Regions from separate parts of the Mus musculus genome. Here region 1 is linked to region 2. A link is a contact called in public promoter capture Hi-C data. All regions are on one chromosome and are shown on one strand. Each heading gives the region's core, a stretch centred on a gene start, on an enhancer-like site or on the middle of the called end of the contact. The rest is flanking DNA. Distances are from core to core; before and after follow the strand shown.

Evidence for each region. Capture Hi-C pulls out chosen DNA fragments and counts their contacts.
Region 1: a promoter capture Hi-C map of pancreatic islet shows a contact between it and region 2. The contact joins two enhancer-like sites. A contact is called at or near these places in 1 of 39 promoter capture datasets (neural stem cells) and 2 of 9 other capture datasets (embryonic stem cells and pancreatic islet).

Annotation. Positions count from the first base shown.
Region 1 is chr11:115,095,355-115,101,484 of GRCm38.p6, forward strand. It overlaps a transcript of Rab37 not described here. Among named protein-coding and RNA genes, the nearest start is that of Cd300lf, 36 kb to the right of the region's middle. Within about 2 kb of position 3,422, at least 34 of the 459 cell types and tissues checked have an H3K27ac peak or open chromatin away from gene starts, as enhancers often do. A contact at or near this core is called in pancreatic islet, where this site is marked.
Region 2 is chr11:114,783,564-114,789,020 of GRCm38.p6, forward strand. Kif19a (kinesin family member 19A) reads left to right here. Exons shown (of 20, transcript NM_001102615.1): 10 at 1,188-1,353; 11 at 1,872-2,046; 12 at 2,172-2,367; 13 at 2,813-3,083; 14 at 3,169-3,290; 15 at 3,937-4,070; 16 at 4,265-4,370; 17 at 4,511-4,598. Among named protein-coding and RNA genes, the nearest start is that of Btbd17, 9.6 kb to the right of the region's middle. Within about 2 kb of position 2,963, at least 60 of the 459 cell types and tissues checked have an H3K27ac peak or open chromatin away from gene starts, as enhancers often do. A contact at or near this core is called in pancreatic islet, where this site is marked.

The DNA.
Region 1 (6,130 bases), core at 2,172-4,671, 310 kb after region 2:
AGAATTTCTAAAAAGCAAACTTTTTACAGAAAAATAGCAAAAGCGCTAAATCTCACGTGGGCTCCTTGATGGATTACTAAGAAGACAACACATCTGGGCACCAGCTCTCAGGTGAACCTGGCCAGCTTCCCGGAAAGCCCCTGCCTGGCTCCTTTCCACGGTCCTTCCTCTTCATCTCTAGAAAGCCCTCTCCACAGCCCTCCTTCTCCTCCCAGAGATCAGCTGCAGAGGCAGAGGACCCTCCAGTGTTGTAGAAGAGCCATGTAGGATGGTCTAGAAGCTTACCACACAAGAAGCAGCAGGGCATGCTGGGAAGAGGTGCCCTGGCTCGAGCTCCCTCTGCCCCTCATTTGACTTTTAGCAACATTAGTAAGTCTTACTTATCTCCTTTTCTTACTTGCTTTTTATGATTTTTAGTTGGCACACAAGCAAGAGGGTTTTGTTGTAACTTCTTTGTTGTGTGTCGATCATCACTCTCTCTCCTTCTCTCTACAGCCCACCCATACAGGCTTGCTTCCTAAGCTATGAAAGATCAGTTGGCTTACTGTGGCTTTTCTGGTTTGTTTTGTTTTTATGTATATGAGTAGTACACTGCCACCAGAAGAGGGCATCAGATCCCATTACAGATGGTTGTGAGCCACCATGTGGTTGCTGGGATTTGAACTCAGGACCTCTGGAAGAGCAGTCAGTGCTCTTAACCACTGAGCCATCTCTCCAGACCCCTGCTTACTGTGTTTTGAGTATGGAGGTCAGACACCATAATGCTAAGTATGGGTGTAATCTTGAGAATATGGAACAGAGTCAATAAATGGCCGTTGCTGTTAAAGCACATATCTTGGGCTTCAAAGTAACTTCAGTGGGTATCGCATTGAGTTACCACCTAAAATGATGCTTTGTGAGAAAGCAGTAGTTCCAGACCCTGAAACTCAGACACATATGCACACGCACATGCACACTCATGCACACGCACGCACACGCACACACATACATAGACACTCCCACAGGAACAGCTCACATGAACCACCCGTGGAGAAAGTATGACTTCAGTGCCAACATCCAGCCCTAGCTTCCCAGTGGAAATGTCTCCCTTCTCAGGGATGGGAGGCATGAGATGTGTGCTGAACCCCATGAAGGTCAAGGTTCACTTCTGGGACTGAGGTTTTTCACTTGAGCTTCAGCCAGTCCTGACACTGGGAGCCTGGACCAGAGGAGCACAAGTCACTCTTGAGAGACACACAGAGTGGGGACCTGGTGCTGGGAACTTGGGGAGACACTCAGTTCATCAGTCAAACGCTTAGAGCTTTTAAATAGAGTTTCTATTGTTCTCACAAATCTGAATATTTGATGCAACTAAATAATTTAAAGCGTATGGACAACCATGCCGCACTCTTCTCAGAGAACTCTCCATCCTGTCTTGCAACCAGGTCGCTGTCTAGAGCCCTGCAGGGCCACAACAGCAGGGAGGGGCTCAGAAGCAGCTCCTGACTTGGAGCCTTGCAGTTCCTGGCCTGACCTTGAGTTCTAGGCACAAAGGGTGGAGCTTTGGGCCCAGACAAGGCAGGACATGGGGACTTCAGTTCCTGCTTACTCGAGCTAAGCTTGTCCCAAGAGGGTCAAGCAATTAATTACTAAGCTGAAATGAGCCTCCTCCCTGCATCTCAGAAAAACAAGGAGGGGAGAAAGACATGGTTGCTCATTCATTTGTCCCAGGCTCCTCGGTCTTTGTTGAATGATATTAGCAGAGAAAGAAGAGCAGAGCGTCTGAGGCTGCTCTGGTACCTCCTCTAGTGTGTGGCATAGAGGGGAGGGAGGAGCTCTCGGCCACACCCTGTCCTCTCTGGCACTTCCATCTGTCATAGCTCTTGCTTTGTGATGTTTCCATCCCATGGTAACCCACACACCAATCTATTCGTTCATCAAACATATATTAAGCATTCCAAACTGTAAGGCTCTACACTTGGGGCTCGACAGAGCACATGCCATGCAGGCATGAGGGCCTAAGTTTGATCCTAGTATCTGTATACAACCCAGACATAGCAGGGCGGGCCTGTAGTCTCAGTGCTGGGGGATCCTTGGGGTTTACTGGCCACAGTAGCTAGCTAGCAGTGAGCTCCAGGTTCGACAACACAGCATGATACATGAAAGAGGAAGACTCTCAAGATCAGACCCTGGCAAGCACACACTCATCACTAATACACACATTCACACACACATACTCATCACTAACACTCATACACACTCATCACTAACACACACTCACACACATACTCATCACTAACACACACTCACACACTCATCACTAACACATTCTCACACTCATCAATAGCACACACACTCATCACTAACACACACCCACACCCACTCATCACCAACACATTCTCACACTCATCACTAACAGTCATCACTAACATTCTCACACTTATCACTAACATGTTCTCACACTCATCACCAACACATTCTCACACTCATCACTAACACTCACATTTATCACTAACACATTCTCATACTCATCACTAACATACCCATCACTAACACGTTCTCACAGTCATCACTAACACATACACTCACACACTCATCACTAACACACACTCATCACTAACACACACTCTCATACACACATCACTAACATACTCACACACGTACAATTTGCTTTAAGATTACATCTGTTGTCTCAAATGCCTTAATAAAGGCTCAGGAGCTGGAGTGGGATAGCCCAGGAAGAAATGACCACTTCCAACACGATTTTGAAATGTCCCCTCTCACTTAGCCTCTGACTAAAGTTAACATCTAAAACTGGGTGTCACAGTTGCACACCTGTAAGGCTAGCACTTGGACGGCTGGGACAGAGGGATCTTTAATCCAAGGCCAACCTGGGCTACATATTGAGACTCTGGCTCAAACAAACAAGTCACTATCTAAAACAGACAGAATCCCAAACACCAGCCAGCCTTCCCCCTCCACTGAGCTGTCACCCACAGGTCTCAGAGAAGGCTGCATAAAGCAGGATTGTTCATGAGAGGACCCACCCCCACTCCAAGTTACTAGGCAAAGACAGACCAGTGGAAGACTGTACCCAGTATTCTGTCTTCCTCTACAAATCCTTTATCCCTCAAAGACATCTTTGTCAATTAAAACAATGTAAATGGAACATAGTGTTATGGCCAAAAGACCCAAATCCACAAGAAAACGCTGCTCTGTGTGTGGACAGATACCATTTTTAAGCGGAGGGAACAGCTCCAATTCTTGCCAGATTTTCAACCCCAACTCAAGAAGCAGCCAGAAAGCCAAGGAGAGCAGGCTGCTGGCTGTATGGTGTTCCCATTTGCTCGCTTTCCTCTCGCGGGCGCTCAGAAGGCTCTGGATAAATAAAGGAAGTGCAGGCTACATCACTGGCAATCTGGAGCCATCTGGGTCTCCCCAGGGCTGAGGAGCTGGCCCTGCCCAGTTCCCAGAGCAGGCAGCTGGCGTGGGGAGAGGCGCTGACTTGTTCCTTGGGATAATTTTAACAGGAAATGATGCTGACCTGATCCAGCGCTAGTGACTTTCCCAGTGCCCCCAACATCCTCGGACAACCCTTCCCCTTTAATTCCCATCCCCATTAATTCCCAAAACCCCCCTTTAATTTTAGGACTCTGGGGTATTTTCTGAGTAAATATTGGAGCTTCACCAGCTTGGGGTGCTGTTTTCTCTTGTGAGCTGGTCTGAGGAAAAGGTAATGCTGATGTACATATATTTGTGCGTGTGTGCATGCCTGTACGTATGGATTTGTGTGCATGTCTGTAGGTATGGATTTGTGTGCACATGGTATAGGTGTATATGTATGTGTGTGCATGGTGATTTCTACTCCCAGAACCCAGTGGGACTCTGACTTTTTCCACATAAGACCCTGGGGACTCCAAATTAAAGGGAAGCCACTCAGGAGAGGACAATGAGAAGCATTTGGAAAGTCACAGCCATGCTACATCCCACTGAGCTGGATGTAAACAGAGGTGAATGCCAGGCTGGGCAAGTGTCGAGCACGATACTTACAGCGGCACTAAATTTATCCCAAAGCGCTGTTTGTTTCCTTCCTCACCGGCCTCAAGCAAGACACAAGTCCCCAGGGATGCAAGGTGACTGTAACATCACGGCTCCCTTGTTGAGTTGTGGGGTGCTGAGGGACACTGTTTCCTAGCAGAGTCCAGCACGGGCCCTCCTCCCATCTACCAACCGGAAGAGATCTTCTAGCCCAAGTGAGAGAGCTGCAAGCCAGTAGCAAACAACAGGTCTGGAGCCTTCACCTCTCAGTGACCCCAGCAATCAGCCCCAGACCTCGGCCTGCGCCTGGAGACACACATGGTACAATTCAAATCAGCCAGCTGTTGAGACCGAACTCTCCCGGTCAACAGTTCCTACTTCCCTGAAACCAAAGCCCACGCCCTCCTCCTTACGTGAATGTCCAGTTCTCGGTTGATGGATTGACGTAGGATAAGAAGGGTGTTGTTTAACAATCTGGGCTTCACCAAATACCACTGGTGTGCTTTCAGGTATCTGAAGCCACATCACCAGGTATGCATGAGAGCTTGCACATGTGTATACACACATACTCACACACACTCACACACACACATACATAAACACACACAAACACACATATGTCTCTCCTGAGTAGCTTCCCTTTAATTTGGAGTCCCCAGGGTCTTTTGTGGAAAAAGTCAGAGGCCCACTGGGCTCTGGGAGTGGAACTCACCATGCACACACATACACATATGCCTTGTGCACACAAATCCATACCTACAGACAGGCACAAACACATATACACAAAAATACATACATATACACCACCTCTCTCTAAGTGATAATAATAAGCATTTTCTCTGCATTATCTGGTTTTGTTTTGAGTCTGAGGATTTTTTTTTGTTGTTGTTGTTGTTTCAGAGACAGGGTCTCCCAAGGTAGCCCTAGGTGGTCTTCACTATCCTCCTGCCTCAGCTTCTCAAGAGCTGTGGTGACAGGTGTATGGCTGCCGCACACCCAACTCTTGTGGGCCTTTCAACAGTAAACCTTTCGCTTCCTCTTCTTCCTTGCCTCTCTGTTTAAATCTTGCCCCCATGCCATGCCCTAGTGAGTCTTGGGTTTTAAAACAAGCAGAAAAGTTCCAGGGGACAATCAGGACTCGTGGACCCTGCCTCTCCGGGGGACCCCTACACTCACACTGAGAAATCAAAACAGGGAATGAAACTGGACTGCAAATTGATTACCAGTGAAGCAAGGCCCGGGGAATTCTTCCTCTTTTGAGGCAGACACAGACCTTCATCCCTGTGTTCTTCCTTCTTCCCTAGGATCCACTCTAATAGTCTGCTCACTTCTGAACTGTGAAGTGTTGAAATCATGTCTTCACCGTAGTCTAGAGGGACCTAGCAGAACTCATAATTATTAATACAGTTGATTTTTAAAATACATGGTTCCTGTAAAGCAGTTTACAGTTCACAACCTCTTTCTTTAAATATATGCTATGACACTCTCCTACCACACGCCTTGGGAGGAACTGTCATCATTAATTCTGTATTATAGCTGGGAAAATGGAAACCAGATGGGAAAAAAAAAACATTTATGTGCCGAAGGGCACAGCTGGAATTGTGGAAACTCTAATAATTACGGCAGACACGTACAGGGCAGGCCCTTCGACAGAGTGGGGACCGCTCCAAGCATTTACATCTGAGCTCATAAAGTGGACAGTCGCCCTACTTGGTCTCATTTTACAGACATTAAGATGGCTAAGTTTATATACACCCAAGAGTGGAGTGCGGAGGGACAGAGTTGAGAAGGGACAGGAGCTTTGACAAGAAGGTCACCTGCTTGTCACTGAGATTACAGATGTGTGCTACTGTGCTCGGATTCACTTGAGTTCTGGGGATTTGAACTCAGGTTTAGGCAAGCTCTCTGCATGCTGAGCCACCTCCACGGCCCCCATAGAATCAGCTTTGCTCTGTCTCTCCGGGCAGGTTTTACCCAGACTCTCATGACCCTGTATTGCTCTAGATGCCAGGCCATATTATAATTAAGAGGCCATCTGCTGAGGGAAAGGGGGCTTGCAGGATTCAGCCTGATGAGGTGTTGACACTCTCTCCCCTCTATGAGGCTCTACAGC
Region 2 (5,457 bases), core at 1,713-4,212:
AGAGACTGCCTGGCTTTCAAGTTCATGATCAAACTATGTTCTCTGGTAAGAAAGTAAGTCTTAGCCTGTGAGGCTGTGGAGGGTAGAATGGCTAACTTTGAAATGGTTTTAGTGAGCCTTCTTTCAATATCTACAACTCCCCCAACATTGCCAGGTAGCCTCCAGGAACTTCATGGGGACAGGTCACATGATGGTGACGAGTTAGGCAGAAGCAGCTTATCCCGATATCGTAGTGAACGCTGCAGCCCAACGTTGGGAGGCAGAGGGAGAGGAATCAGAAGTTCAGGGTCATCCTTGGTTACACAATGAGTTCAAAGCTAACCTGGGCCACATGAGTCCCTATTAGTAGATTAGTTTTTAATGGATGCTAACAGTAGGAGTTGAGGCAAGCCAGAGAAAGATGAGCTGTCGGTTGTGGGCATGGGGAGACCAGGAGACTTGCCTAACTAAAACAAGACACTCATACAGAAACAGAGGCCAAGCATGGGGAAAAATCATGGGGCTAGAATGATGGTTAATGATTCAGAGTACGGCTCTTCCAGAGGACCTGAGTTCGGGTCCCAGCATCCATATTAAGCACACAACTGCCTGTGACTCCAGCTCCAGGGGATCTTACATCTTCTTTTTGTACCCACAGTCATAGGTACACAGTCCCACACAGACACATACACATAAACTAAAAATGAAAGTAAAATCAAAAGAAAGAAAGAAAAGAATATGAGTAGCAAGACCTCAATACCAGGTGAAGAAATGAGCTCCGTAGGAAATAGGGAGCCAGTGAGTAAGAGTAGAACTTTAGGGATTCAGAGCTAGCAGAGGCATGCAGATGTGACAGGAGGCTGTGGGGACGGAGGCAAGGAGACCATTGCTGTCGTTGAAAAGAACTGGCAAAGGGAAAGAATGAGAGGGGCTGGAGAGATGGCTCAGCAGTTAGGAGCACTGGCTGTTCTTCCAGAGGACCTGGGTTCAATTCCCAGCACCCACATGGCAGCTCACAACTGTCTCTAATTCCAGTTCCATGGGATCTATGGCACCAGACATGCACAGGGCATGTATGTATAACGCGTGGAAGCAAAATACTCATACAAATAAAATAAGTCCTTTTTAAAAGGGGCAGTGGAAGAGAAAGGGAGGCTGGTTCCTGGGGTGACTGTACCCCTTCACGCCTCATCCTGGGCTCCCTGTAGGTGAAGCAGAACCTGCTCAACGTCTCCTACCACATCGCTCAGTACACCAGCATCATCGCTGATCTGAGAGGCGAGATCCAGAGACTCAAGTGCAAGATCGACCAGCAGGCTGGGCGGGGTCAGGCCCGGGGCAAACTGGACAGGGGTGACATCCGCCACATCCAAGGTATGTAGAGGGGCCTGTGTCTCTGGAGGCCTGAGCTGGTCTCAGCAGCGCTCTCCAAGTGACCTTATGGGGTTATAGGACGAGGTAGCATTAACCCTGGCTCCTCTTGGCTGAGTGGCCTCTGCTAGTTATCCTGGAGCCTTCCCCTGTAAAATGGGACCACACTGTTTGCTTTGCAGAGCCGGAGATGGGGTGGGATGGTGTGAGGATATTATATAGGAGCCGCCCGACAGGCGTACCACTCACTGAGACTTGCGTGTTCACTGCGATGGTTTTCTAAAAGATGCCAGAGAAACAGGCATTCTAAAAGACGATAGGGAAAAAAAATCCTTGACACAAGGGTTCTGTGAGGGCTAGCAGAAGAGCCAGTCACTGCAGTCAGATGTGATGCGGGCGTGGGAGGAAAGGAATCTGAGAATTTGGAAGGAGAAGCACTGGTCTAGGACGAAGCTGAGGGCCAGAGCCTCAGATGGGCCTGAGCTGGTGGCCCCTCTGTCCACACCACTCTCACCCGGCAGCTGAGGTTCAGCTACACAGCGGGCAGGAAGGGCCCGCGGAGATGGGACAGCTTCGGGAGCAACTCATCAGCGCCTTCCACGAGCAGATGGATGTGCGCCGGCGCCTGCTGGAGCTGGAGAACCAGGCCATGGAAGTCCAGATTGACACCTCCCGTCACCTCCTCACCATCGCCGGGTATGCTCGCCCCTATCCCGGGACCCTTTAGACCCACCCAGGTTCAGGTTTGGCATGGAGGAGCCTGGAGCATAGAAACACAAATGAGCTGAATCTTGTGTCTCTCGTGGGGGAAATGCTGGCAGCTGGGAGCACGAGAAGTCACGAAGGGCTCTCAAGTGGCGGGAGGAGCGAAGGAAGGAGTCCTACACCAAAGAGGACAGTGAGAAGGACTCGGACACAGGCGATGAGCCAGATAACCTGGAGCCACCTGAAGTGGCATCAGCCCGTGAAAACATCGCTGCCCTGGTGGGCGAACAGAAGAAGTTGCGCAAAGAGAAGGTGTACGGGGCTTGGGGGCGGAGGGCTGGGGACGAGGAGGCAGAGGGCTGGGAAGAGGGAGACCCAGCGAGCTCAGGCCACAAATCTTGGGTGTCCAGGTCTCTACATCTCTGTGTACGTCATACTTCTCATCTCTAGAATGGGAGCAGCCGTGGTGATGTCCAAAAGGGGTCGCTAGAGACAGTTAAACTAATACTTGGCATAAAGCAAGAACTAAGAACATGGTACCAGTATAATAATAGATTTTCACCTTCTGAGTTGGAATTAGGGATGTCACAGGGCATGGTTGAGTCAAGTGGGCACAAAGGCGCCAACTACTTGCAACATCCAAAATAAGCTTAGAAGGGCTAACCTATACTTGGAGTACCAGCCAGAAGGCCTGAGACCAGGGCCTGTCTGGACCGGTGGGACTGGTCTGGTGCTGACCCGTGCCGCCCTCCCGCAGCTGGCGCTGGAGCAGCGCTGCCGAGAGCTGCGTGCGCGTGGCCGGCGCCTGGAAGAGACGCTGCCGCGCCGCATCGGCTCGGAGGAGCAGCGCGAGGTGCTCAGCCTGCTGTGCCGCGTGCACGAGCTGGAGGTGGAAAACACCGAGATGCAGTCGCACGCTCTGCTCCGCGACAGCGCTCTGCGCCACCGCCGCGAGGCTGTGCGCCGCCTGGAGCAGCACCGCAGCCTCTGCGATGAGATCATCCAGGGCCAGCGGCAGATCATCGACGGTAGGGCCCAACCGCACGGGCCTGGGACTTTGTCGTTGGGGCTGAGAGCCCAGGCCAAATTCTCATCTCCCCTTTCCCCGGACAGACTACAATCTGGAGGTTCCCCGGCACCTGGAGGAACTCTACGAAGTCTACCTTCGGGAACTGGAAGAGGGCAGCCTGGAGCGGGCCACCATCATGGACCGAGTGGCCTCCAGAGCCCTGCAGGTGGGCGTGTGAGCCGACCCAAATTCGCTGACTTGGGGAATCCTACCAGTTCAGCCAAGTTCCAAGAGGAGTTGGTCTTCCTCCTTCCCCTCCCTCCTTCTTTCTCCTTCCCTTCCCCCTCCCTCCTCCTCTCCCACCTTCCCAAGCCTAGATGAGATTCCCCCATTCCTGGGCATTACTACCTGGCCTGGCTATTTTCCCAACCTAGAGTCACAGGTCATGACTGTCATCTGTGATGTCACCAAGTGACTACTAGTCAACTAGTCTATCCCAACAGTTGTGAGGCTGAGGCAGGAGGTTAGAAAGATCAGCCACCACTGTACAACAAGATTCTATCTCAAACAATACATGGATGGATGGATGGATGGATGGATGGATGGATGGATGGATGGATGGCTTAATTCATGAATTAATTTCTAAATATCAAGGAACCGGTGGATGCTCTAAAGGACCAGGCCATTGAGCTGTGTCACTGAGGCTGCCTAATGGTCCCAGCTTGCTGGGGACCCAGAGCACAGGCCCAGTGCCCTTCACTCCCACCCCCCATCTTACAGCCCTATGGCTCTGTGTTGTTCCTGGTTCAAGGCCTAGTCTTCTGACTCTTCACTCTTGTCGTTACCCCTCTGCCTTCCCATCACACACACAGGACAGCTCCTTGCCCAAAATCACTCCAGCAGGGGCCACACTGACCCCAGACTCTGACCTGGAGAGTGTGAAGACGCTAAGTTCTGAGGCCCAGCGCCCCCAAAACAACACCCTACCCCCACTTGGCACAGACAGGTGAGGGCTTAGAGTGGGGAAGATGGAGCTAGAAGCACTTAAAGCTGTGGCATGGGTCTGCAGCCAGGATTTGTGGCTTCTCCCCCGGCCCCCCATTGGCACCAACAGGCTCTTCTCTAGGGTGGGGGTGGGTGGACTTTGGTGTGACTAGCCTGGTCGACAGCTGCCTCCTCCTGTTCCTGTGCCAACTGCAGTGAGTCCTACCATGTGTTCAAGGCCAGTCCCAGGGCCTGGCAGGTGAAGAGCTCCTCTGTGCCTACTCCGCCCCCCATCCAGGTGGGCAGCCTGGTGACCCAGGAGGTGAGCTCTGGATGCCCAGCAGTGGGTTGAATCCTTCCAAAAGGCCTAGCACCTCAAAAGGCCACATGGCCTCTGCAGACTGCAGTGCAGAGTCCCTGGTGTCTTCAAGGTCTTTCCCTTTCCAAACAACTCACCCCTAGGCCCCACCACAGGACAGCCTGGGCAGCCAGATCAACTCTTCCCCGGAGAGCAGCGAGAACCTGTCAGAGATCCTTCTGTCCCATAAAGGTGAGTGTGCCTGCCCTGCCCCCCCCCACCCCGCCTGACAACGTGTAGACTGCTCAGATGCTCCCTGGCCCTGCTGAAGGTCCCCCATTCACTGGCTTTATCAGAAGGACTAGCCACCTCTTCAGGGACACGCAGAAGATGGGGTACAATTAGAAATTAAAATGGTGATGCCTACCCCCCTCCCCACTAGATAATGCAGTAGCAAATTCTAAAATCTAATCCATCCCTGATCCCTAGACAGACAGATAGACTAAACCCACTGTCTAAAATATGTGAGGGTTTTTTGGAGGGGGTGCTAGGAATTGACCCTAGGACCTCACACACAATAGGCTGGGATTAAAGGCAGGTGCCGCCACCACCACCTGGCTCACTTTTAATCTTGTTGTTCACTTTAAGATCTAAGTTGCATGGGTTGGCAGGCCTCCTCTTCCTTTTCCTCCTCTCCCTCTTCCTCCTCCTCTCCCTCCTCCTCCCCTCCCCCCTCCTCTTCCTCTTCCACCTCCTCTCCCTCCTCCTCCTTCACCTCTACCTTCTCTTCCTCCTCCTCCTCCTCCTCTTCTCCTGAGACAGGGTTTAACTATGTAGCTTAGGCTAACCTGGAACTTACTATGGTCGAATTCACAGAGACCCCCTGCTTCTGCCTTCCAAGTGCTGGGATTAAAAGTTTGCACAGCCATGGCCAGACAGCCTTAAGCTTTTGATCTTCCTGCCTCAGTCTCCGGAGGAACTAAGATTACAAGCCTATGACACCAGTCCAGACTCCCAGTGTCTCAGTTCATCTTTGAAGGAGCCCCAGAGTATTCATTTCACAATCTCATTTACAAATGAAATTAAGGTCCCCAGGGTTCGCCCAAAGCTT